2 separate regions of the Astyanax mexicanus genome follow, and region 2 is linked to region 1. Evidence: chromatin contacts called from public Hi-C data. All regions are on one chromosome and are shown on one strand. The core of a region is the stretch at or near the end of the contact, and the rest is flanking DNA. Distances in the headings are between cores, read along the strand shown. Region 1 overlaps zmp:0000001236 (mastermind-like protein 2). Region 2 holds the start of zmp:0000001236 (mastermind-like protein 2).

Region 1 (7,403 bases), core at 3,960-6,459:
GAAGGAACACGTGGTTTCCTCATTAGATAAATACTAAAGCAGATGTGTACCTGGATACAGGGTTGAATGTTGCACTCCAGCTACACCTTGTGGTTGTTTGTAGTCTGGTGGAGGTCTTGACAAATGGCGGTTAAACTGATCTTGTGTGTTGAATTTCTCCTGAAACAAAAATGAAAGATCAAATAAAAGATCAAATAAACTCTGCATAGTGTTTTACACTATTGGTCTGAAATGAAATTCTTTTGAAAAAATTGCATTTTTTTCTTTTTTTACATAAAAGATCTGATTAGATTATAGATTGTATATAGTGTTAGTCTGCTGGAGTTACTCACTGTATCGCTGGTGTGGTGCTGCGGTTGGCTCAGATGTCTTTGGCCTTTGCCTGTATTTTTCTGCTGAGTGTTGGGAGCAGGTGACCGCTGCTGTTGGGGCTGCCCAATGTCAACCATGCATCCATTTGCTGATAAACGTGGGCCAGGAGCCATTGCCTATAGAGGTAAAAAAAAAAAAAGCAAGGCTTACTGTATATGCAGTACAATGTCCATAAATTTCATAAAGATCTGGGTACTACGCTATAATTTAATTAGATAAGATAATTCTTTATTAATCCCACAGCATGACAATTTGCAATGTTGCAACAGCACAGAAGACATGGCAGACATATCAGGAAATGTGTAAAATATATACTATATATATATATATATATATATATATAAACTATAATATCTCGATATACAAAGAAACACAAGGAAGAAAAAACTTAAAAAGCTATAAGATTAATTAGATTAATTACTTCAACATTAAATAAATAAATAGCAATTAGATGGTAGATAATTATTGATATTACACATACAGCTTTGGAAAAAAATAGGAGTCCGCTTAAAAATGATGAATTTATTTGATTTAGCAAAAAAAACCTCCAGAATAAAATCAAGAGGAAGATGGAGGATCACAAGCCATCAAACCAAACTGAACTGCTTGGATTTTTGCACCAGGAGTGGCATAAAGTTATCCAAAAGCAGTGTGTAAGACTGGTGGAGGAGAACATGCCAAGATGCATGAAAACTGTGATTAAAAAACAGGTTTATTCCACCAAATATTGATTTCTAAAATCTTAAAACTATATGAATGTGAACTTGTTTTCTTTGCATTATTTAAGGTCTGCAAGTTCTGCATCTTTTGTTTATTTCCGCCATTTCTCATTTTCTGCAAATAAATGCTCTAAATGACAATATTTTTATTTGGAATTTTTTAGAATAAAACAACAATACTCATTTTACTCAAACGCATACCTATAAATAGCAAAGTCAGAGAAACTGATTCAGAAACTGAAGTGTTTTCTCTTCATTTTTTCAGAGCTGTACAGTAGTGATACTGTACAAGGTATAATACACAGTTTTTAGTGCAAAAGTTTCTTACATTTGTTTAATACAAAATCTAGATTGATCTACGTAATGTGCTACATAATATGGATGAAATACCTCAATACATAATACCTAAATAAACATTGTGATTGCATATGTTGTCCACTAGGGGGTAAGCTTTATTCATTTTTTTGTGACTGTTCGACTGCATGAATGTTTGGTATGGTTTTCTGTTGATTTTTCTATACTTCTATACTATGTTTTAATGTACTGTATATTTATAGGCTTAATTAAAGGTGTTTTTTGACAGTACTATGATCACACAAAACCACAAACCTCAAGCACACACACACACAGAAATATGTGTCCATACATTTCCCCAACCACTGCATATACAGAATATGCTCATACAGTGTGCACAGCCCCTACATGTACAGTGTAGGGCTTTTGAAGAAGGCAATAGCTGTCAGTGAGACAGGTTTTTATGCTATAATAGTAAGGATTACTGCATGACTTTGAAAGCCCTGCAGCATTTCTCCTGTCATACAGCTCCTGTGGGGTACAACCCAATTGCTTCCAGCAAATGACAGATTTTTTTTCTCATCCACGCTGCAGAAACACACTATGATAGATCAATCTTAAAGGCTTTCATGTCTTTTTTTATCTGTCTTAAATGTGCTGACGATGTGATATTCAAGCTGATAAAAGCAGAAGTCTTTTATTTGCGCAGTTAAAGCCTACCGCATAATTCATGGCTGTTTAAAGCCCTATTCGGATGAGATTAGTTTTACACGGGGAGGTGGCATAAAGTAATTATTACCACAGTTTTTCATGGAAAGTGCCAAATCAGTCATTTTTCAATGACTAAAATAAAATTCTGTTTTCATGGCTTCCCTCAAGTATTAAGACGCTCAGGGAGGTATTAAGTTTTATTTTACATGGTCGCTTAAGTCTGTGGCAAACCTCAGATTTTAAATGGAATACATACCTCTTAGTGGCTTAGTGACAATTTTACAACAATGTACAGTACCAGACTAAAATTTTGACACACCTTCTCATTTCATTTTTTTTCTTTATTTAAGTTATTTTTTACATTGTAGATTAATATTAAAAGACAAGAAAACAATTAAGGAACACCCAACTGAGATGGTGCTGGAGCATCACAGCATGAAGTAAAAACAAAACTTTTGTTCAGCATCTCCAGGAACTCCTTTAAGGTGCTGAGAAAACTATTCCAAGTGAATCTAAAGTATAAAACATACTCTGGATTGTTTAACACATTTTGTTGAAAAATAATTCTGCATGTGTTCCTATATAGTTTTAATGTCTTCAATACAGAAAACACATTGAATGAAAGGAAATGAAAGTGTGTCCAAACTTTTGACATGTACTGTAAGTCATTGTGTAACATGGCATATAGCCTGCATATGTGTTTTAAACACAACAGCTCATTTTCATCAAAGAAAAATCTACTATCATTACTACTATAAGGAGGTTTCACGATTTTTTGGAGGTGACAGCAGTGCATAAATCAAGTAGCCACTCCCATTTGAGTCATAACACTAAGATGTCTTATCCTGTGCAAATCAATCATAAATGTTACTGCCATATAGTAGTAAAATTACTCTAAATTACTCCATCTCCCCATCTCTCCGACTTGAGATGATCCACAGTTTTCTAAATCTTGAAATCCATGAATAATGATCAAAGACATCTTGACTGAAGAGTTGAGGTGATTTAAGACTTGAAATAGCTTCTGATTTCATCAAAGGATAGGAAAGGCTCTCCTTTGCTTGATGGAACTGCAGAGAAACCATCTGAAATGTTCCTATAGTGTAGAAATTGGCACCGCTTTGCTATTTGGTTGTCTAAGATTTTCCATTTTCTCCTCACCAGTTACTGATATTGACCCCTGAACCTGTGCAGAATACCAATACTGACCAACTGCAGCTGGATCCTCTATTGCCTCCTGGATTCCTTTTCAAAAACACCATCCCAGCCTAGAAGTTCATGCAACTGAAATTTCTTTTAAAAAAACATAGTGGCTGAAGTAGTGATAATGGAACTCTGAACATAAGAAGCATCCTGAATCGTTAGGAGGAAGGTAGAGAAGAAGACTCCATAATTGTGATGGAATTAGGCCACCTTAAACATATCTGTACACACGTGCACACTAGTGGGTTAAGGGTTAAGAGCCTTCATGGTATAACCATGGTATGAAAAGATGCATGGTTATCGTACTGTATATGTGTGTTTATTACACAGTATTATGAGGGGAAAAAAGCAAGTGAATGAAAACTCTCACCTGTACATGAGCATCTCCTTTCTACCTCAGCTGCTCTCTACACTCAAACAGACAATATTAAGAAAAATACATAGAGAAGCCAAACTGATTTTACCTTCATCCCCTAAAAAATATTACTAAAATCAGCAGTATGGGATTACTTTGGACGCCCCTAAATTAACCAGATGTTCATTTACACATTTACACTATTACCAATTAGCAGCAAGTAATCCAGTGCGGCTAACATGTTCCAAGCCTGCTAACACTACTAAGACTGTTTGCTGTGTCTGTTTGCATCGCGACTTTAGCCTGGCTATTAGTATAACAGCATAACTTGCACTATCAAACCAGCCTTCAGCCTGTCAACAACTATCAGCAAAAATCCAGCTCAAAAAATCAAACAAAGATACCCAGCAAAGGTTTACTTGCTCCTAGATGTTTTATTGCATAGCAGCCATCCCGTGCATGTGTACTGGAAAAAATAAGAGACCATTTAAAAATGAGTTTCTTTCATTTTACCAAATTTAAAAAACCTCTGGAATATAATCAAGAGGAAACCAAGCTGAACTGCTTGAATTTTTGCAGCAGGAGTGGCATAAAGTTATCCAAAAGCAGTGTGTAAGACTGGTGGAGGAGAACATGCTGAGATACATGAAAACTGTGATTAAAAAACAAGGGTATTCCACCAAATATTGATTTTTGAACTTCACAAATTTTAAGAAAATGAGACAACTGTGATTAAAAATCAGGGTTACGCTACCAAATATTGATTTCTGAACTCTTAAAACTTTATGAATATGAACTTGTTTTCTTTGCATAAGCATCTTTTTTTGTTATTTCAGCCATTTCTCATTTTTCTGCAAATAAATGCTCTAAATGACAATATTTATTTAAAATATTTGGGTGAAATGTTTGTAGTTTATAGAATAAAATAACAATGTTCATTTTACTCAAACATATACCTATACATAGCAAACTCAAAGAAACGGTTTCAGAAACTGAAATGATTTTTATCAGAGCTGTATTTATAATTTTGTTTACTATTGCTTAACAGTAATTGTGAAATTCCATCATATTTATGGAGACAGTTATGGAGACCTATCAGTGACCCATCAGGCTTCTCAAACCAGGGTATCAAACCCACAGACCTGTCATCAATACACCAGTGATCTAACCACTGAGCCACCACTCCCCCATCATCTCAGATTCCACGTTTTAACACCAAAAGTCCAAATACCATTCCAGCCACACATGGAACAGTCTGGAGTGCCTGAGAGGTGTGAGCCAGTCCGGAGCTTTTAAAAACCTGAAGGCCTTTCCCTGAGCAAACTCCGCTCAACTACGTTATTCCATTCAGTCAAACACACATTGTGTATATACTGTCAATCACTGTGTTGACACAAAACATTTCCCAGGGTAAAATGGATTCAACTGCAGCGTAGCGAAGAGCCATTTCTGTGAGAACAGATGTCTAAATGAGAAACTGCCTCCAAAGCCCCACTCTGGAGGTCCCATAACGAAAGCACTGAAAAGACCTCTCCTGCCACCCGAGGAATTCCCCGCTTTGGCAGGCCACGATGAGGAGAGAGGGTGTGAGAGAATGTGCTTTACAGCGATAGGCACTATTCACAAGCAACACTATCTGCAGAGACACAGACGCCTCCATAGTGGAGCTGATGAGGAACTGGCTGAGGTCACATGCTGAGATGGATCAGCCTTGGGAAGTCCAGTAATTAATTAGAGGGCAAGTGAAGAGCGTTGTCTCCCTGCTGCGGGTTCTGATTAACTTCTTCTATGACGTGAGGACAAAACTCGTATAGAAATTAGAGATGACACAATACCATGTTTTGTCCAATAATGATCTCGATATTGAAATCTTGAGCTTTAGCCTAGACTAATCCAATCATAATTTTTAATCATAATTTTTAATCATATATTTTTTTTCAATCATAATTTACAACCATTCATTTAAATGTATTTTATTGAGATTTTAACTGATACACCAACACAAAGTAGCATAATTATAAAGTGGAACAAAAATGATACATTGTTTTCAAAATGTTAATCAAATAAAAATCTGAAAAGTGTAAGGTGCAAAAGTGTCCAGCCCCTCTTTATCAATACTTAGTTGAGCCACCTCTCGCTGCAACTACAACTGCAGGTCTTTTGGGGTACGTCTGGGTTTTGTGGATGTTGTATGAAAAGCCTCTGTGAACAGCAATTTTCATGTCTTGCCACAGAAGCTCAATGGGATTAAGTCAGGACTTTGATTGAGCCATTCTAACACATTACTATTCTTTGATTTAAACCATTTTATTGCAGTTCTGGCTGTAGGTTTAGGGTCATTGTCTTGCTGGAAGGTGAATCTCTTTCCCAGTCTCAAGACTACAGCCTCCAACAGGTTTTCTTCTTTTTCTTGCCCTGTATATTTAGCTCCACCCACCTTCCCATCAACTCTGACCAGCTTTCCTGTCCCTGCTGTATTAAAGCACCCCCACAGCATGATGCTGCCACCACCATGTTTTACAGTGGGGATGGTGGGTTCAGGGTGATGTGCAGTATTACTTTTCCGCCACACATAGCACCTCTTTGCATTTGCACAGCACAAAATAAAAAAAGTAGTGTCAAAGGTTGTAAACACTTTTCAAGCCACAGTATAAGCTACTTTTCATAAAAAAAACATGAACACATTTCAACATCCACAAATATTTGTGGACACTCCTTTCAGTGTAATGCATCTAGCTATTTTAAGTTGTACCCGATGCTGACACATATGTACAAATGCACACATTTTTTGTCTAGTCCCTGTAGAGAAGCTTAAACCTTTTGAGAGATATCAAATTTTCAATAATTGGGCCTTTGATGTTGTGGCATGGTGATTATCCAACAACCTGACCTTGTTGCTGAATGCAATCAAATCCTCACAGCATAGCTCCACAAGTCATGTACAAAGAATTCCCTTAATAATTTCTTATTTACTTCAAAAGACACAATGAATGAGCAGGTGTCCCAATACCTTTGCCAATCTATAGCATTATTCAATGATTCAAGGATTCGAGGAAATTTTATTGTCATTTCACATCACATGTGGTACATAAGATGGAACAAAATTGTATTATGTGAGTTTATGCAATAAATAAAATCAGAAGGCTCGTAAAACACACGTTTCTGGTGCTTCTGGGTGGATTGGAGGCAGCTCATTTTGAGTAGCAGTAAATATGAACAGAACAGCCTGAACCAAAACATTTAATCTGGTTGTTTTTCAGCATGCGATGCCAAATATCACCATGTTATATAACAGAATAATGTCTATGTCCAACTCTCAAACACTAAACCTGGCTGGAGAGTTTGGGCACCTTTGGTCTGTGTGGAAAGTAAACAGGTCTGAGCTCTGGTAAGATCATTTAATGGGAATGGAAATGGTTTTCATTAAATTCCTTGTGAAAAAAAAAAAAACTCCAGTTGGTTTATTTTATGCTGGTTCACATTAAAATGCCACATTCTCCTTGTACTGCTGCCTTACTGCTTCATACTGTTTCAATCATTTGTTTTGGACACAGATAGAATTCAGCATCTGCCTTTAGCCCATCTGTGCAGTGAACACACACAAACATATATAGGCACACTGGTTATATAGTGAGCACACATGCCAGAAGCGGTGGGCTGTCATCGCTGTGGCACCCGGGGAGCAGAAAGGGTTAAGTCCTTGCTCAAGGGCTTAACAATCACTGGCGTAGGACACGTCCCTACCAATA
Region 2 (6,848 bases), core at 610-3,109, 69 kb after region 1:
CTAACAGACCCACCCAGCTCAGCTGGTGATGACGGGCTCATTAATGGGCTGAGTGGCTGGTGTGTTCCAGCAGATTAAAGACCATGCACAGATCAGACCAGCCCTGTGAACCCAGTGGTGTGTGAACCCAGTGATGTGTGTGAGTGTGTGTGAGCGAGCGTGTGTGAATGTGGTTGAACTCACTGCAATCCTGGTGCTGGCTTTGCTCTCTGCCTCCCCTCCAGCGCTCTGCCCCTTGTGCTCGTTGTTGGCCCTGCTCTGGTCCAGTGCCCGGCTGTTCTTGCCCCTCCTTGCCGTGCCACCCTGCTGCACAAGGCTCAGCAGCTGCAGGGTGCTCTCGCGCTCACGCTCCGAGCTCTCTGCACGGCCACGCTCGTAACGCCTCTCGCACGTGGAGTGGTGTCGCCGGCACAGTTCGATGCGTGCCCGCAGCCGTTCCACAATGGCACTGTGCAGAGGAGGAACCGCCGCAGCCGCCACAGCTGCTACAGATGTCCTGCTTGGGGCTCCGGGAGGCCCGGGGCCCACCATGCCGGGGCCCATCAGCGGGAATGGAGCAGGCCTGGTGGCGGCATGACTTGGAGCTGCCTCACCCATTTCGAACAGCACCTTGAAACTTCAAGCGTTCATATAACACGCTCAGCACGCATCAACGAGTCTTCATCCCTGACCACTGTCCACTTACAGCAAACACTGAACACTGATCAGATTAAATGAAACTGGATGGTGTTTCGCTTGACAGCCACAAGTGACCACTACAAGACACTCCCAGCCCCCAGCCGAAGTGCTGTCTACGGCTCTAATGTTACCATTAAATGTCTTCACTAGTGCTGCACGATGTTCTTTCTTCTATATTTAATTTAGACAATATATAGGGATTTTTTAAATCAGATTTCTCCTTAGTTTTCAATGAGTCACCATGTCATGCAACTAAATGCCCTCTATTCAATAAAGACTTAAAACAAGCAAAAAATAAGCGATACCGAGCCAATATGATAGTAGTTATTAATTGATATAATCAACAATGTTGAATATAAAAAAATCCAAATTGGTCCAAATTTTCTAATTTCAGTGTAGACTAATGGTTAATTTGTAAAAGGGCATTTAAATCCCACATTCAGATGTTTCCTTCATTTTAAAGTGATTAAGAGCATGCAGAAATAATCATCAGATTAGTTGACTGTAAAATTACAGTTGAGCTACTTGCAGTGTTAATATTAACAAAATATATGATTTTTTTTTACCTGATTTCACCAGAATTCATGATATTATACTAAAAATACACCCCATGTATTGTCGATTTGTGCAAAACAAATACTGATAGGCTGATATAATCCGCTTTGTTAGATATTAGATAAGTATTAGTAGATTCAGTCATTAAAACAGTAAAACTGAGAAACTTCCTATTTGTATCAAGCAGTTGGTAGCATGACATGTATAGTTTAATTTGCTTTACCTGACACTGCCTTGGATCACCTTTGATTTGTGATGTTAATATCGGATACGCTCACTCTGAATCGATATATCGTGCAGCACTAGTCTTCCCACACAGTCCGGGTCCAGTCCATACAGTGCGGTCCAGAACCAGCTCCATCCCCAAACCTCATCCTCCCCAAACCTCCAGCATGTTCTCTTCCCCTCGCTTCAGTTCTCCAAACCCAAACAAACAAACAAACAAAATAAAAAACCCTCCAAACAGGATTAAACAGGGCGCTCGAGCTTCACAAGTCACACGGGCTCCGGGCGCTCTGTGCGCGCGCTCCTGCCGCTGCTGCTCGCGGGACTCTCTCTCGTGTGCTCGCGCTCTGCTCCGCTCGCGCTGAGGACTGTTCGCGGGAGTCCACAGAGCTCGAGAGAGAGTGCGAGAGCGGGAGCGCTCGGGCGGGCGGGCGTTTGCGAGCTCTGCTTCACATTCCTCCGCGTTCCTCAACTTCAGCGGTTGCGCCGCGCACTCTAGCGGTGCTGAGAGGCAATATAATGAAGATTGATGATCACAAGCCATCAAAGCTGAACTGCTTGAATTTTTGCATCAGGGGTTATCCAAAGCAGTGTGTAAGACTGGTGGAGGAGAACATGCGAAGATGCATGAAAACTGTGATTAAAAACCAGGGTTATTCCACCAAATATTAGTTTCTAAACTCTTAAAACTTTATAGATATGAACTTGTTTTCTTTGCATTGTTTGAGGTCTGAAAGCTCTGCATCTTTTTTTTATTTCAGCCATTTCTCATTTTCTGCAAATAAATGCTTTAAATTACATTTTTTATTTTATTTGGAATTTCGGAGAAATGGTGTCCATAGTTTATAGAATAAAACAACAATGTTCGTGTTCAAAGCAGAATCAGAGAAACTGATTCAGAAACTGAAGTGGTCTATTAATTTTTTTCAGAGCTGTATTCATAGCCACTTGGTTCTAGCTGATACAAATTGTTTGCTTTCAGTGTTTTGTGTTTCTGATAATTTAAATCCTTTCAGACCCTGCATCCATTACAGTTGACATCATCTATTTTCTTGATATTTTTCAGGAATAATTCACCTAAGACCTTATATTATGTCAGTACTTAGTAAAATATTATTGTAAGTAAAATATTAAGATATTTAAAATAATTTTAGAAAATCATAATACCAGGTTTTCTAAAATTGTCCATGCATGCACAAAATAGAAAATAAATGAATAAGCTTGACAAATGAGTTCTGTTTGTTAAAACTCATGAATATGATGAATAGTGATTTTCTGATATTCTGATGACGACTCTTGTGGAAAATTTGGCTAGTATGGCTACCTTGTTGGCAATGTCCATATCTGCCATATTAATAGAGTCTTGAGACTTGATTGGAGGTGCAGAAGATTTAATATAAGCAACACTAATAAGTTCTACAAATAAAAAGCAATTAAAAAACATCTAACACAAATGATCATCACAATAAACACTCTCTCTTCCACTTAAGATTATCTTAACCTTAAACAACCTGCGAAAAAAACTATAAGCAAGAGAAGTTAAAAGTAAAAGTGAAAACTTGCTTTGCTTAACAAAACCATTAAAAGCAAGCACAGCTCCCCAGCACCACCTGCTGACTTCAAAAAGCCCAAGCAGAGAATGGGAAGTAAGACAAGGGGTCCCCCTTGAGGCCTTATGCAATCCTGCACATCCTGCAGAGCTCGCTGTTCTCTGTTAGGGACAGCACTAATCTGATATATCAGATATCCATATCAGACTGAAGTCAGCAGAAAATGCTGCACTGGATACAGAGGAGGGATAAAAAAAGTATCTATATCTAGTATCTATAATAAATCCAGCCTTAAATACAACACATGATGTGATATGTTTTATTTTTTTGAGTTTCTTTCTGTAAGTGAGTTAGTAGAGTGTTTAAGCAGTCTAATAGTCTACTTTTCATATCAACCCATTAGAGCTTATGGTGACATGTATTACATTCCCTTTAAAATACCAGTTTAGAAGTGAAAAGTTCCCTACAGCACTTTGACTTTTAGTTACATGCTGAACATCTTGGATACAGTCATATGACACATTCTCAGTTTATTTTTATTTCTAGATCTAAATTATAAAATACAATAAAATGTGTTACATCGGGATTTAACCTTTGTTTAACCTTTATTTACATGTATTTATATGTCATGTGTCCTCTTTATCACAAAAGAAATACATATTAATATGCTGTTCAGTTAAATTAATGTATTCACTTGTTTTAAATCAACGTTTAAATTAAAACTAGGTCTAAGTTCTTATGGTATATTGTAAGTGAAGTGTTCCCATTAAAAACATCTGTAGCCTAGATCAGGTTTTAACTGTCACTCACGACCCGTCGTAAAATCCATTTAGTCTACATGATGTCTTCACCACTACATTGCACCATTATACTTTTTTTTTTATATTGTTCTAGACAAAACTAGCTCCTCTATTTGCGTTGCATTGTGGGATAAGAGTTATTGTTTTCGCAATAAAAACGCATCTCATTTTGAAAACTTTTATCTACACTACTGGACCTGGGAGGGATGAGGGTTAATGGACCCCCTGCCCTTTTAGGAATAAAAGGATGTATCTGGAGAGGCGAGAGCAGGTGAGCTAATTAGTGGGAGAGTACCTGGGTGCCATTACGTCCTTGGACAACTCCAGCCAGAAAAAGAAGGTAATTAGTTTTTATATGTATTATTTTGTAGCAGCTTTACCCTGTTTGGTATCTTGGCTGACTTCCTGCAGTTGTTGTCGTTTGTAGGTGCTGCTGGGTAATGTAGTTTTAATGATTTGAGCCGCTGTTTGTGTGGGAGAGGAGTGGAGACGCAGAGCAGAGAACTGCGTTGAACAGGTGCTGCTGAGAGTCATACAGTGGAACAAGACCGGTATGTTGTAGTAAATGTGCATGAGTTTATAATTAATAGTTCTTGTTTTACCACACCAACTGCTAGAAATTGCATATGTTATGGTTATAAAACTATTTTTAACTTATTTTTAGTATTAATTGTCCAAGTTGCACTAGAATGCTGGGGCCCTCCTGATTTCCTTTCCTGCCTGTGCAAAGAGGATGTGTTCGGGCATCAAGGGGATCGTATTTTTTAAAGAGTGCATGTAATAAATGCTAATAAATTAAATAAATATTAGAATAATAATTTGTGTTTTGGCAGGACCTGCACATGGCTAAAGGTTGAAGATATTGGCCACAGCTTCTTTACTGTTTTTTGCATTTTTTCTGTATTGTTTTCTATGTTGATCTCTACTGTTTTCCTAGTTATAGTTTTTCTTTTTGTTACTGTTTCTTTGTTTCCTGGCAGTTTTTTCTATTCTTTGATTTAAGTTACTGTGGCTTAAGTTTGTATTTAGTTGTTTTTTTTGCGTTTTCAAAGCCTTACGGGTTGTTAGTTTTATTTATTGTTTTCTGTGGATGTAACTACTAACACTTAATTAGCTGTTTCCTTTTTTGTCCTGGTAGTTTGGGCTTCTATTTTGTGATTTCAGTAATACTCAACTGTTTTGTGCTTTCTTAATCTATTGTGCTTGGTAATCCATTTTATTTTTATCTGTATTAAATCTGGAATTGTTTAAACTAGCACTTTATAGTACAGAATGTTATTTATTTATGTTATAGTCAATAAAAGTGTGTTTTTTTTATATCAATCTCAGCCTCATTAGATTGTTTAATTACAGTCAGGATATGGGAGACAGGTGGTAGCGGCGTAGTCTGATTATTAGTGTAGTGCATGAGTAACATATTTAATGGCTAATTAATGGAAACCAACACTCATAGCTGCCACAATACATACTCAAAAACTAGTTAGTATTAGTAATTAGTTTACAATTGCCCAGCAGCAAGACCCGGGTGCACGCGATAGGTGCGGTATGGTACGCGGACTCCCACGGCATTCAATTGTTTCTCTAGCGGTAGAGCGTTTTTGCGCTGCGCTGCGCGGATCATCTTTCGTTTCCCCGCCCATAACCACGCCTCTATCGCGGTCAAGGTGCTTACGGTACGTTCACATTGCAGCGACGTGGCATCGCTCCCAATCGCGTTCTCCGCCTCTCTCTCGCCGCTTTGGGGCGTGTCGCCTGAGAAAGCAAGCAGTTTATCTGCCACCAGCAAGAATGTGCAGAGTTGTAGTTCAGTGCTGTATATGAACGAGACGCTGTTCTTTTTTTTGTGAACCCTACTAAAACATCCAGCTCAGGACCAGCTGGTCCTCCGTCTCTTAAAGCACAAAAAAAGCCTGAAAAAGCTCATAACCACGCCTCTACCGCGCTACTTCTCACCGCGGTCAAAGTTCCACATGGTTCAACTTTGACCTCACGGTAAGCGGTACCGCGGCAGAACTTACGCGACCAGAGAAAAACTGTAGTCCAAACAACAATAAACACATAGAAGAGACTGATATTTACTATTAGTGAACACCCTTAGCTGTACAACACTTCTCTACACTCATAGAGAGATAACAGGAGGAAGAGTCTGAGCTTTATTCTAACGCTGAGAGACTTTTTTTCCACCAGTCCTCCTCTCCTTCGTGACCCGGAAACTGATTTCGATTATTAGAGGAGTACTAGCAAAAGTTTCTGGACGCAGCCAGAAGCTGTAGCCACTCAAAACTACAAAACACCGGTAGCAGAGGTGACGAGTTTCAGGAACCCCCCTTCTTTAATCAGCAGGAGATGCTCAGCGTCAGCAGCAGCAGAACGCAAATGTGGAATGCAGCAGGTTAGCGCGTTCGAGCACCTGTAGGCGGAACGAAAAACGCATCGCGTCGCTGCAGTATGCCGCGCGACATTCCGCTGTGCTGCCGGTCTTCTGAACGCTGGTCACTTGTGGGTGCGTTGTGCCTAGTGACAGTGCCGCCTGCTGCTGATGCGGAGCGTCGCCTGCTGATAACAGGCTGGGTTTTCAAACACCCGTCACATCCATTACCGCTGTTTTGTAGTTTTGAGTCTCTACAGCCTCTGTAGATCTGTATCTGTCTCTCATCGTCAGAATAAAGCTCTGATTCTGAGCTTCCTCCTGTTATCTTTATATGAGTGTAGGGAAGTGATGTACAGCTGAGGGTGTTTATTAGTCGTTAATATTAGTACCTGGCCTGTGTTTATAGTTTTTGAAACTAAAGTTTTTCTCTGGTCGCGTGAGTCACGTCATGCGTTTTTTGCCGCGGTAGCGCTTGCCGCGAGGTCAAAGTTGAACAATGTTGAACTTTGACCGCGGTAGAGGCGTGGTTATGGGCGGGGAAACGCACCGCATTCCGCTCTGCTACGTGGCAGCGACGCATCACTCTAGAAACAATTAAAGGCGCGGAGCAGTGCGGAACGCGGCGTGTTCCCCGCCCAAAACCACGCAAAGTTCAACACGGTTCAATTT

The links. A called contact is a pair of places that touch in the nucleus more often than the background predicts.
Region 2: a Hi-C map of muscle shows a contact between it and region 1, with 10 times the contacts expected there. The contact joins the promoter of zmp:0000001236 here to the enhancer-like site in region 1. A contact is called at or near these places in 2 of 3 Hi-C or Micro-C datasets (both in muscle).

Annotation. Positions count from the first base shown.
Region 1 is chr18:20,788,037-20,795,439 of AstMex3_surface, forward strand. zmp:0000001236 (mastermind-like protein 2) reads right to left here. Exons shown (of 5, transcript XM_007236774.4): 3 at 333-488; 4 at 51-159. Among protein-coding and RNA genes, the nearest start is that of mindy4b, 21 kb to the left of the region's middle. Within about 2 kb of position 5,210, the one cell type or tissue checked has an H3K27ac peak away from gene starts, as active enhancers do.
Region 2 is chr18:20,860,634-20,867,481 of AstMex3_surface, forward strand. zmp:0000001236 (mastermind-like protein 2) reads right to left here and starts at 1,860. Exons shown (of 5, transcript XM_007236774.4): 1 at 184-1,860. The coding sequence starts at 597. LOC111194239 (a long non-coding RNA gene) reads left to right here and starts at 3,798. Exons shown (of 3, transcript XR_002650999.2): 1 at 3,798-4,148; 2 at 4,236-4,359; 3 at 4,642-5,101.